Linked DNA regions of Macaca mulatta: region 2 is linked to region 1. A link is a contact called in public Hi-C data. All regions are on one chromosome and are shown on one strand. The core of a region is the stretch at or near the end of the contact, and the rest is flanking DNA. Distances in the headings are between cores, read along the strand shown.

The links. Hi-C and Micro-C count contacts between places; a contact is called where the count stands out from the background.
Region 2: a contact with region 1 is called in a Hi-C map of fetal cortex germinal zone, with 3 times the contacts expected there. The contact joins the promoter of ACBD3 here to the promoter of H3-3A in region 1. A contact is called at or near these places in 2 of 14 Hi-C or Micro-C datasets (cortical neurons and fetal cortex germinal zone).

Annotation. Positions count from the first base shown.
Region 1 is chr1:83,789,249-83,792,873 of T2T-MMU8v2.0, forward strand. H3-3A (H3.3 histone A) reads left to right here and starts at 1,793. Exons shown (of 4, transcript XM_015115178.3): 1 at 1,793-1,883; 2 at 3,399-3,549. The coding sequence starts at 3,422.
Region 2 is chr1:83,928,046-83,931,670 of T2T-MMU8v2.0, forward strand. It overlaps ACBD3 (acyl-CoA binding domain containing 3), which reads right to left and starts at 1,671. Exons shown (of 8, transcript XM_001091471.5): 1 at 1,350-1,671. The coding sequence starts at 1,635. It also overlaps the pseudogene LOC114677327.

The DNA of each region.
Region 1 (3,625 bases), core at 543-3,042:
AAATATTTTTTAAAGCCAAGAAGTAGGAGCTATTGAAAAATCCAGCATACAAAGAGAACATTACCCATGTTATTTAACATTTATTGAAGATATGATGGATTTAACTAATGCAGAACAGCCTTCCTGGATAAATCCAACAATAAATATTTTGGTTTCCCGAAAACAAAACAAAAAACAAGCAAAATAACTCATCTTGGCTTGAATTATAGGAAATTCTTTGCTGGCAGCTCGGCCCAAGCTGATTGCATATGTGCTTTTAGGATAGGACTAGAGATTGCATGTGTTCTGCACAGCAACCAGGGACACAACATTCATGAAGTAATAATGAAACGGGAGGCCTGGATTTTTGTTTGTTTGTTTCTCCTAGGTCTCTTCCTCACTTAAGTGACTTTGGACAAATCCATTTCTTTCCTCATATCTGATTTCCACGTATCTGTTTTGGGATAATGTTTATGACTAAGATGCTTTGTGAAATCTTCAGATTACAAATCGTTACTGCCCTTCATTTATGAAATTTTCCTCCTTCACTACCCTAGGGGATATTTGCATGACCCTTCTACCGAAAACCTTCACACACAGTTGTGAAGCGTCAATACCATCTAGGGACGGTTCAGAGGTTCCAAAGCCAATCAACTGACAAGTCATGAGGATAACTTGGGCCATGAAAAGTCCGTTTCCTACGCTACTGAGAATTGGAAAACAGGTAGATGTACTAATTCCCAAACCATGTTTGGTTTCTTTCTGCTGTTTTCAGCCTCTTCTAAACTATGCAGAAGCTGCGGACATTTGACGATCTATATTCGGCAATTCCTTTCCAAAGCAATCCTACCGAAAACAGATCACACGGCCCCACAGGCGGGCAGGACAAGCCACCGGGCCCTGGTGCAGGAGCTGCTCGCTCCACACATTGTTTAGAGGCCGACGCGACACAGCCATCTTGCGTCGGGGGCCCGGGCCCAGGAGGAGAGCGAGCCCCGTCCCCTGATCCTGGAGGCCGACACCGGCGAGAAGCTGCCCTGCACGCAAGCGGCCGGCCCAGGAGTCTGAGCGGATCAAGTTGTCTGCGGCGGACTCGGGCCGGCCCCGCAGGACCCGGCCGCACTTGGCCCGGCGCGCAGGCGGGAAGGAGGCCGTCGGTCCACCCCTCCCGCTGCCGCAGCGACCCCGTCCGACAGCGGGCACGGGACGCTGGATTCCTATTTGCCAGCTTCCTGCTGGGGAGCGTTTTCCAATGGGGCGCGGCGACCCGGCCGACCGCGTCCTCCTCCCCCACTGCCGCCTGGGTCTCCTCGGAGGCGCGCGCCAGGGCCTGCGCGGGGGCGGCCCCTCCTTCCCCTCCCCGCCGCGACCCGAGACGCCCGCAGGCCGGGCGTTCACCCGCCGCGCCTCCGCCCGCCTTCCCCTCCCCCTACTTCCCTCCGGGCGCCCCAAACCCGGGCCTCGGGGGTTCGACGCCGTGCGCACACGGAGCGGGATGGGAGTGCAGGGCCGGGGGCGGGGGCTGGCCGGGGGCGGGCGGCAGTCTCGGCGGGAGCCGGCGGCCCCTCAGCGTGTCTTTTGTGTTTGTACACACACCGCGCGAGGCGGCCTGGAGGAGGGAGCGGGCGGCGCGCGGGGGAGGGGCGAGCGCGCGCCAGCGAACGGGCGCGCGGGGGGAGGGGAGGGGGCGGGGCGCGAGAGTTGCTGTGGGGGCGGGGCCGAGCCTTCCCTCCATTGTGTGTGATTGGCTGGCGCGCGGCGCGGGGGCGGGGCGGCGTGTGTTGGGGGATAGCCTCGGTGTCAGCCATCTTTCAATTGTGTTCGCAGCCGCCGCCGCGCCGCCGTCGCTCTCTAACGCCAGCGCCGCCTCTCGCTCGCCGAGCTACAGCCGAAGGAGAAGGGGGGTAAGTTTCCCCGTTTGCCCGCTTCCCCGGAACCGAGCCCCGCTTGTCGTCAGCCGCGAACCGGGCCCTGGCCGTGCCGGGAGGGGACCCGTAGCCCCTCCGGCTTAGCCCACAAACTTTTTGGCCCAGAAATGGAGGTAAGGAGCGAGTTTCCCTTTTCCCTCTGACGGCGGCGGCTCCCCAGTCTCTCGCCGCCTCAGCCCAACAGCAGCAACCGCCGCGGCGCCGAGCCTGCTCTCCCTCCTCCTCCCCGCGCCCCTGGCTCCTCTTTCTTCGGTGAAATCCCGCCCGCCGCCCCTTCCCAGGACCCCAAACCTTCACCACGACCCGCGCGGGCCTCTTAACTACCGCCCCCGGGCCCCAGCCCCCAGTTTTCGAGCGGGAAAGGGGTGGAAATCGCCGCCGCTTCGCACCCTGGGGTAACTCGCTTTTTGCTGCCTCCCCACAGTTGTTGCTAAGCTTCACCATCTTGTCTCTCTTCTCTGGTCACCGACCATATTTTTTCCCCCGTTTCTCTCTTCCCCATTTCAAAAAAGCAAGAATTTTTAAAAGAGGGACATTTTTTTCCCTTTTTTGGAGAAGCGGAAACTTGATGCATTTGAAATGCAAAAAAACTTTTGCATTTTGGAGGGCGGCACGTGGCAGGGGATGGGGTATTTTCGAGCGATTTGGTGTTTTGTCTCTTTGGAACGGAATCCGATACGTTTTGCGATTGTTTCCATTTTGTTCTGGTCTGGGAGGCGAGTTGGTTCCTGCTTGAGGCGCTGGGAGCGAGGTGGGCAGGTTAGGGGACCCTGTGCAGAGGGACCCGGAGGAGGCAAAACCAAAAGTTTATGTGGTGCTTGGGGTGGACCGGTCGGCGGATGTCGTGCGTTAATTAAAGCCTGGGTGCGGGGCACTTCATTTCACTGCGAAGCCTGTGAAGACTGGACGCGAGGACGGGGCTTTGTAGAATGCTCGCTGGTGGTAGCTGTTGTTCCTCTCTTGTTTTTTCGAGACGCCTTTTTGTCAACATAACTGTAACGATGCAAAACCAAGAATATTTTCAGATATTTACAGCAATCCATCAACAGCCAGACGAAGGGGGGGCAGCCAAAGTCGGGGGGGAGGAAGACCTTTTTTTGCTGTAATTTGGCTAGACCTTCCAGTGGTTTGTGGCTTCGTTCTTTTGACTTGTTTGTGGATGGAATGTTTACAGACATTTCTAATTTCTACTTTAATTAAATAAATTGGATCAAAGGCTGTTCGAGGTCTTTTTGTTTTGCCGTTTGTCGCTCAGAATTGGCATTTTGAGAGGTGATTGACATTAATTGCTAACAATTTTCTAGTACTCTAGTTTGTTTCAAGAAGATTTTGGGTAGACGTAATCTGCACCCTTTCAAATTATATAACAATACGAACATTATTTTTTATATTGATCATAATTTCCAGATATGGGGAGGGGGTGATCGTGGCAGGAAAAGTTGTATGTTTAGTAGTTGCATATGGTGATTTTTGATTTTTCCATGCTGGTAGGTAAGTAAGGAGGTCTCTGTACCATGGCTCGTACAAAGCAGACTGCCCGCAAATCGACCGGTGGTAAAGCACCCAGGAAGCAACTGGCTACAAAAGCCGCTCGCAAGAGTGCGCCCTCTACTGGAGGGGTGAAGAAACCTCATCGTTACAGGTATTTAAAAACAGGGAAAAAATGGGACAAAGTCTCTCTGGTATGTATCCATATAATTTAACAAAAAGATGGATAA
Region 2 (3,625 bases), core at 421-2,920, 140 kb after region 1:
AGTAAAGTATGTACTCCAAAAGGTACCACCTCAGGGGAAAGTGTCATAAATACGTTCTGGAACGTACGTGGAACCTAGCAACCACTTTTAAAGTTTCATTTGCTGATGTCCCTCCCTGTCCGTTCGCCCTAAAAGACTAAGTATCTTTAAGAATCAAACTAACTGGCCGGGCGCGATGGCTCAAGCCTGTAATCCCGGCACTTTGGGAGGCCGAGACGGGCGGATCACGAGGTCAGGAGATCGAGACCATCCTGGCTAACACGGAGAAACCCCGTCTCTACTAAAAAAATACAAAAAACTAGCCGGGCGAGGTGGCGGGCGCCTGTAGTACCAGCTACTCGGGAGGCTGAGGCAGGAGAATGGCGCAAACCCGGGAGGCGGAGCTTGCAGTGAGCTGAGATCCAGCCACTGCACTCCAGCCTGGGCGACAGAGCCAGACTCCGTCTCAAAAAAAAAAAAAAAAAAAAAAAAAAAAAAAAAAAAAAAAGAATCAAACTAACAGGCTTTTCATCAGGTTTTCCCACTGACAAAAATCATGTGATTGGTCTCTCCACTATTTGACTAAGTGAATCACCCAATTAAAAAAAAAAAAAAAAAAAAACCCGCACACTACAATCTTGTTCTAAGACAAGAGACATTTAACAATTAATCATGCGAAAAGCACAGAAGGTACTGTTAGGCCTTACTCTGAGAATTCACTCTTGCACATTGCTTACAATGTAAATTTTAACCACCTAGAAGTTACTAGAACATAGTGGACATCCCTCCTCAAGAGTTTGACAAGCCGGAGGGGATGATGAGCTTAACATTTTACTTCCTCTCTGCCACATCAATCTGCCTGGGGATCAAGTCCTATTCGAGTTTATGGTTCCCAAGAATGGCTGCAAAGGCTATATACGGAACCTCTTGACAGATTTCTTCCACTAAGGGTAAAAATCGGCGGGTCCTGATGTGACAAGCCACGGGAAACAGGAAAAGAAAAGAGTCAGTAAAAAAAAAATAATACAAGGCAATCCCAGAATGGGATCCTTTGGAAGAAAGTGGGCCCATTCTTCCACCCTGGCTCCTGGAAATCCCAGAAGCTAAATCAGGTAAAATGCCCCAGTAACCTCTGGGAGGCGGGACATGACTGCTAAACCAAGGTTGCAGGCTCGTCAGGGGTGTGACCTAGTGGCCAAGCAGGTAGTGACAAACTTGGTGTACCCCCAAGGAGGGAACCCCGCTTGAGTCACCACGGCCCAGTATGAGTGGGTGAGGGTAAGTCTGGTCCAGTCACCCTGGAGACCACAGCCCGTGCCGGGCTCCCGGGACCGGGCAGAAGCGGCAGGGGTGGGGCTGGGCCGGCTCACCTTTGAAGAAGCGCAGTGCCAGGCCGTACAACTCCTCCAGGCCGAAGCCCCAGCGCTGCTCCAGCCGCCGCGCCTCCTCCGCCGCGCCCCCAGCCGCCGCCTCCCCGGGCTCGGGCTGCTCCCCTGAGGCGCCCGGGCCGCGACCAGATCCGGGTGGCGAGGGCGGTGGCAGCGGTGGCGGCAGTAGCGGGGCGCCTTCCGCGCCGGGCCGCTCCTCCGGGTCCGGGCTGAGCGTGAGGCCGTCGACGGATACCTCGAGTCGCTCTGCGTTCAGCACCGCCGCCATCTCTGGCTGCTGCGCCTCCTCGGCGGGGACAGGCGGCGGCCACGTATCGACTTCCTGATGACCTCTGACCTCCGCTTACCGATACCGGAACTTCCGCTGCTGAAGAGGCTGGAGGGCTCCGGGAGAGGGGCTGAGGCTTGGTGCCCCGCCCCCTCCGGAACCATCAGTTGCCCCGGCTCCGCGACTATCTTTCAGGCTCTCCAACTCCCATTGGTCCCGACCTCCACTCCACCCCCCCCATCCTTTCGGATCCCAGTTGCTCCAGGTGGGCGGGTGCTACCACCCCCACCCCTCGGTTCGGTGCTGCGGCTGTCAGTGCCCAACAGGGGCGGGGTCAGTGGATCCCAGCGCGGGGGTCGGAGCAGGGAGGATTGACGAGGTTGGCCAGCACCCAACCCTCCAGGTCAGAGACCCTTCACATTTGCAGGGGTTTGCGTGGTTTGCAGAGCTCTTTTGCCCACCACAATCTCGTTTGGCCTTCACAGCAACTCTAAGGAAATGCAGGGCAAATTCCCAATTTTTTAAAAAGGGGAAACTGAGACTGCAGAGAAATTCAGTGACTTTGAGGTTGCAGACGGGGCTGATCCTGGTTTTGCAGGAAGCGCAGCTCATACAATTTGTGGGGACCCTCATTAGGAAAGAGTACAAAAAGTTACCATAGAGTTAATGAAGCTCAAGCTTCAGGGCCCCTTGCTTACAGTGGCCCCTCCCAAGGCCCTTAGAGTGGCCTTAGCAGTATACGCTTCTGTAAGTTTTGAGAGTAGGATATTCAAGACCTCTCTCTTCGTTTCTAACTTCCCTTCATCATCCTCCTCTGGTTAGGAGGTACTGAAATGGCTTATTCACCCCTTCAGTTATTCTCTGAAGCCCTAGAGAGTTTTTTCAGGACAAGATTTGTATGCCACATTCAGACAGGATCTGATCCATTAAGGTGAAATTAGGAGGTACTGAAATGACCCAGCGGTGGGGGTGGTAGCACCCGCCCACCTGGAGCAACTGGGATCCGAAAGGATGCGGGGGGAGGGGAGTTCGGGACCAGTGGGAGCTGGGGAGCCTGAAATGTGCAGAAGGGTAGGAAAGTGAATGTATATTTAGAAAGAGAAAGAAATAACAAATGACATTTTAAAAGTTAACAAAACCCACAAACTGCACACATAACTGTAATATTTTCATTGACTGCCTGATATTCTTCTACAGGGCTTCTGAGAGCCGGGAAACCAATTTTTTTCTAAAAGATTGAAGTCTCCCCCGACATTATGTATATTCACCTGTGTTTCCAGACTTTGGGAGCACCATTTATGATCATTTTTCCCACCTTTGTTTTGGCTGCGTACTTTTGATTGCCTTTTCCTACAACAATTATTTTGTAACTTTTTTTTTTTTTTTTTTTTTTTGGAAATAGTCTTGCTGTGCCACTCAGGCTGGAGTGCAGTGGCACAATCTCGGTTCACTGCAACCTCTGCTCCTGGGTTCAAGCAACTCTCCTGCCTCAGCCTCCTGAGTAGCTGGGATTACAGGTGCCCGCCACCACGCCCGGCTAATTTTTGTAAATTTAGTAAAGTCAGGGTTTCCCCATGTTGGCCAGGCTGGTTTCGAACTGCTGACCTCATGTGATCTGCCCACCTCAGCCTCCCAAAGTGCTGGGATTACAGGTGAGAGCCACCGTGCCCGGCCTATTTTGTAATTTTCTGTAAAGAAAAGAGAAAGATCAGTCTTTTCTCCAGTATGGCTGATTAAATTTGTTTCTTAATAATTGTTTATAAGTTTATTTCAGCATCACAACTCATTACTGATATTGTTATGTACTTTTTTAGGGCTATTGTTCAGTTTGGGAAACCTCTCTCAAGTTTCATAGATGTGCTATGAGATTTTATGGCTGTTTGGCTGCTTCAGTGACAATTTTGTGTGTGGTTTTTACTGAAGCCCTAGAGAGTTTTTTCAGGACAAGATTTGTAGGCTACATTTAGACAGGATCTGATCCATTATGGTG